2 separate regions of the Canis lupus genome follow, and region 1 is linked to region 2. Evidence: chromatin contacts called from public Hi-C data. All regions are on one chromosome and are shown on one strand. The core of a region is the stretch at or near the end of the contact, and the rest is flanking DNA. Distances in the headings are between cores, read along the strand shown.

Region 1 (2,700 bases), core at 168-2,667, 110 kb before region 2:
GAGCTTTTGTTTTTTATGGAGGTGGAATCAATGCCTAAGAGAAAAAGGAACAGAAGATGGAAATTATTCCTCCATGAGAATGAGGGTGAATTGCTCATTTCTTCCTCGGAAATGCTTTTGTAAAGCACGTCCTTCTTTTATCTTCAGGGGTCTAACATTTTCTAATTAATTTATACTAACATACTAAGTTTTAATATATTTTTCCTTATGGTATAAAAAGCATGATTGATAAGTGCCTTGGGGCCATAGTGGGAACAAAAACCGAGAAGCATGGAAAGATGTTATGGCAGCTGAAAACTTGCTTGTCTCACTTCATGATTTTGCTGAAAATCAGCAAAAATTGCTTCCTTTTACCTCTGTTCCATTTAAAAAAAAAAACTCCTGTTTCATTAAAAAAGTATCTTTAAATAAGCAACCCAGCCCTCTTATTTATTTAGACAAAATCCTTGAAAGTTCTTTTTGAAGACTGATTAAGGTTTAATTTAAGCTCCTACTTTGAAGAGACAAGCGCTTTTGCTACGAGTTTTAAGGAGAGCTTAGAAATATCCTTGATATTTGTAAATCTCATTGAGATTATCACAGTAGGAGCCAAACCATATCTTGGTTTGCATATAATTTTCTGTGCTGCTAATAACCTGCAACAGTTGAGAACTAATCATCTCAGCATGGCTGTACCTGCTGTTCTAAGCTTGGAGGAGGATAATTGCAGTAGAAAGTAACTGAGGAGAGAAGGACAGAAAATGTAATATTATTCCCTTTGTAGAGAATAGGGATGGTGGTAGGAAAGAATTCTAGAAGTGCGATTTCTGAATTTTTTACCTTGGATCACAAATGTCACAGGGCTTTTAGTGAGGCTTTTGGTCATCACTTAACAGGAGTGTTGCTGCATCATCTAAAGGCTCTCCTGATAAAATTTAAGTCATTGACTCTCCTTCCAAGGAGAGGGTGGAAGATAAAACAATAGCTATAGACATAAAGTGTGGATAACAGAAAATGACTATAATTCTGGAAAAAAAAAAGAGATACTGAAAATTCCATTAAAAAGACTGAAAAGACTGCAAAAGGGTGGAAGGGTGGAAGATAAGAGAATTGTTATCACAAACCATTGCATTCCATAGACCTGGGAAGTACAGTTAAGCAAAGAAGCCACAGAAGGAAAAAGCCAGGCATTTCCAAAGAAGTGGGGGCTAGGTTCCATATGGCTCGCCGTGGTGCGTAGCAGATGGCCTGGGCAGCGTGCTGTAAGAGCTGACAGGGTCCAGCAGGCAGCTAGTGAGTATGCCCGTTGGAGCCTGTCGTGTGAAAAGGGTTTCAATCAGTTAGGGCAAGGAAAAGGGATGATTTTTATGTTTATGATGCTTTGCCTCATGTCTTTTGAAGACTGAAATAAAATGTCAGGAGGACAGATGTGAGAATAAGACAGAATAATCTCTTGATAGGTCAACGGGTGCCAGAAGCCGGAGGAAGGAACTCTGGTTGCTACCTTCGAATTCTAACAGCTCCCGAATAATAGCTAACCATAGTGCTTTGTATGCCAGGCTTTTAAAATGTCACAACCTCACCAGGTAGGTTCTAATTTTGTTCCCAATTTAAAATGAAGAGAAGAGGTTTGAAGTGAGAGGCTTGATCACTTGTCCTCAGTGAATCTTGGAGCCATTCCTGACTCCAGAGTCCACTTGTGCCCTCCTCACTTTTGGCTTTTTTTTTTTTTTTTTTTTTTTTTTTTAGAAGCTGTGTACTTGGGGCACCTGGGTGGCTCAGTCGGTTAAGCATCTGTCTGCGGCTCTGCTCATGATCCCAGGGTCCTGGGATCCGAGCCCCATGTTGGGCTCCCTGCTCAGTGGGGAGCCTGCTTTTCCCTCTCCTTCTGCTATTCCCCTGATTCTGCTCTCTCTTTCTGTCCAATAAATAAATAATTTCTTTTAAAAAAAAAGATGTGCACTTGTTGGAAAGCAGGTCTCCTCTATCATCCATATAGCAGGAAGAGCAGAAGTCATTCATTCACTCAACAAAATTTACTGGATATCTGCAATGTGCCAGGCGCCATCAGGACTGTTAGGGATATTTGAGGTGTGAAGACCTAGAAGTATTTATAACCCAGTGATTCTCAATTAAAAAAAAATCACCCTTTCCTCCATCTAGAGAATTCATATGCACATACCTTCTAAGCTTATATGGTAAAAATCACAGCACCAGCCATATTGGCCTGGCCTACCATTTGTGACAGCTTGTGTCGGCAATTCCTCTGCCCTCATACCTTCCTGGCCTTACCTCCCTCTCTTCAATGAAGCACACCTTCTGCAGCCACCAACCTGACTCTCCTCTGCTCTCCCCCCACACACCCAACCTTTGCCTTCTTCTCCTTCTGAGATGATTCTCTTTTTTCCTACCTGAGATTCATCGCCTCTCACCACCCCCTAAAATCCTTCTTGTCCAACTTAAATGCAAACTCTCTCCACACACTGTTGGTAGAACTTTGCCCATATGCCATGACCAGAAATGCTCTCTCCTCCCTGGGGGCTCTCAGGATGCTTTGTCAACACCTCTCAACATTGGGTACATTTTATCAGCAGTGTGATTATTTTGTCCTGGTCTTCCAACACATCTTGGTGGGAGATTTCTCTAAGGGAAAGTTTTTAGTCTGTTCATCTTTACACCCAGGATCTAGCAATGTATTGAATACATGACTTAATAAAAAAT
Region 2 (2,700 bases), core at 14-2,513:
AGAAGCTCTGCTCCAGATCCTACACTATACTTAAGGGTAGTAAGGATAAGGTGGTCCGGTGCTAGAGCACAGCACTGGCATCAACTGGGATCGTGTTAGGAATGAAGGATCTTCCCTTAACGCCTAGGCCTAGTGAGTCAGAAATCTGCATTCTTTCAAAATGCTCAGAAGATTCTGACAAACGCTACAGCTTTGAAAAACCTCTGCTGTTTGTACCCCGGTATCATCTGGAAAGCTTTACAACCTTACTGATACCCGAGCCTCACCCAGGGATTCTCCGGTACTTAAGTCTGGACTCCAGGGGTGCGGTCAGGGCAAAGGGCTCCCACCAGCTTCCCAAGTCATTCTGTAATGTACAGCCAGGTGGGGAGGACCCCTGTCCCCTCAGTGGCAGGCCCTCACGATTAAGCTATACCTGAGCTAACGTGGCTCTTCGGGGCTTGCCCAGCGCCCTGGGGACCCCTGAGAGCACACGGGGCGGGGTGGGGGGTCAAGGACAATGGACTCTGCAGACAAGTTCAACCTCGCGGCTCCAGGGCTCGCAGAACCCCGAGGCGGAGACTTCCTGCGCCTCCCCGCTAGGGAGCGGAGCGGGGCGCGGCGCCAGGCCCCCCCCCGCCCCCGCCCCGGCCCCGCCCAGCGCGCCCCCTCCCCGCCCTCCCCTCCCTCCCTCCCGCCCTCCCCTCCCTCCCCTCCCTCCCCGCCCTCCCCCTCCCCCGTGACGTGCCGCAGCCGGCCGGGATCATGCGCACTGGCGCCCCGCGCCCCGCACGGCTGCTCCGCCTCGGCGCCTGTCATTCTCCGCGGCGCGGCGGCGAGTGCGGACTGCGGTGCTGCGCGCGCGATGTGACCGGCCGCCCGGGAGCCCCCCGGAGGCTCTGCGGGGCACGGCGCCTCGGCTCTCCCGGTGCCGCGGTCCTCGCCGAGCGGCCGTTCGCTCGGAGCCGGAGACACGCGCCGGGGGCTCGGAGCGCCGCGCTCCGGGGTCGGCGGCGCCTGCAGCTCTGCAGCTCCGGGTCCGCGCGGCCGGTGCCGCCGCAGCCGCCGCGCCCTGGCCAGTGCCCCCGGCCCCGGGCGCGGCGGAGCGAGGCGGCTGGTGCAGAGCGGCGGCGCCTAGCCGTGCAGCCGAGCAGCCGAGCAGCCAAGCAGCCGTGCAGCCGAGCAGCCGTGCAGCCGAGCAGCCGAGCAGCCGTGCAGCCGAGCAGCCGTGCAGCCGAGCAGCCGAGCAGCCGTGCAGCCGTGCAGCCGTGCAGCCGAGCAGCCGTGCAGCCGAGCAGCCGAGCAGCCGTGCAGCCGCCCGGGCGGTGCGGGGCCAGCGGGGTTGCGCGCAGCCGAGCGCGGTCCCCCCGCCCCACCCCGGAGGGCTCCCGGTCTCCGCGTCCCGGTAAGTTGACTGTAGTTTCTGAAGTTGCAGGGAGCCGTGCGGAGGGGAGGTGCGTTGGCATGATCGTTTTTGCATGAAGCTGGGGGTGGCCCCCGTGTGTTAGGGGCCGCGCTCGGGCTCGGGGAGGTCGGGGTGCGGAGAAGCGGACCCGGCGCGCGGGGAGAGGACGAGTGTGCGGGTTGGAAACGTGCTGCGGGAGGACAGGTGCTCCCAGGGCGCTTCGCCTGCCGCTGACTGCACGTTCCGAGCTCCTGGACCGCGTTTGGCGGTGGAGGGAGCGTGCGGGGTCGCGTTACCTCTCTCCTGAGCCCTCGGGGGAGTGACCCCTGGACGCGATGGGTCTTTGGGGACGGCAGCCAGCCAGTCCTTGGGGCTTCGCGCGCATCCCACTCCGCTCTTCCCGTAGGCAGAAGTTGCCAGCGTCTCCCTCATTGGAGCCCAGGCGTTTAGGGAGAAAACAAGTTGTTAAGTCAACACGGCGTTTTGTGCCATCAGGCAAATAAAATGAGAAATCCGTCCATCGTCTGTGATTTCGTACATTTCAAGAATGTGGGCAAGTCTCAAAGAAATAGGATTTGGATGATGACACTTGGGTTTCACCCTGCCGGCCCTGCGCCTCTTATATAAGCCTCCCGGCGGGATAACCGTCTCTGCAGTGGCTGCAGCTGTGGCTCTCCCTTCCATTTGTTTAAGGTCCAGCTTGAACAGTATTTAATGAAAATGCTGACATGATATAGCGTTCTTGTAGTCTGAAACAGAGGGCACTCTTCAAATTGGAGTGTCTTCTCCTAGTAGGTAGCATGCGAGGAAGAACCCAGTATATTTTTCAAGGCAGCTCCAGGAATTAGACACATAAATCATGTTTTAAAATAGCGTGCATTGTGCAGAGAGCTTGCAGAGGACCCTTTTTGAACACATCCTCTTTGTTTTAGAAAAAGTGGGAATTGTTCATCCCAGACATTTGTTGAGTCTGAAAGTTAAGTGTACTACTGGTGGGCTTAATTATCTTAATAAAAAAAGAGTATGATTTATGGGTAGCTGTCCTGTCCTGCTTTGAAGGATAGAATTCTAGAACCTTTCTTTTTCATCTGTCCCCTAGAGATTCCCATTAAGTAGAGCAATACATTATCATCATTGATGTTTATTTAATATTTGAGTCAATTAAATTCGTAAAAAGAACACTTTGAAATAAATATGGTATTGCTATGACTTAAGACTGAAGATTCGAAATGAGAATTTTCAGGTTATTTGCTATCAGAGTCATTAGTTTAATGAAACAGCATTAAGCTGTTAATGTTTAACAGCATTAAACACAC

The links. Hi-C and Micro-C count contacts between places; a contact is called where the count stands out from the background.
Region 1: a contact with region 2 is called in a Hi-C map of amygdala, with 2.6 times the contacts expected there. The contact joins the enhancer-like site here to the promoter of PAG1 in region 2. A contact is called at or near these places in 3 of 9 Hi-C or Micro-C datasets (amygdala and blood).

What each region holds. Positions count from the first base shown.
Region 1 is chr29:29,021,713-29,024,412 of UU_Cfam_GSD_1.0, reverse strand. No RefSeq gene overlaps it. Among named protein-coding and RNA genes, the nearest start is that of FABP5, 37 kb to the left of the region's middle. Within about 2 kb of position 1,417, at least 2 of the 20 cell types and tissues checked have an H3K27ac peak or open chromatin away from gene starts, as enhancers often do.
Region 2 is chr29:28,911,633-28,914,332 of UU_Cfam_GSD_1.0, reverse strand. PAG1 (phosphoprotein associated with glycosphingolipid-enriched microdomains 1) reads left to right here and starts at 1,263. Exons shown (of 9, transcript XM_038579603.1): 1 at 1,263-1,384.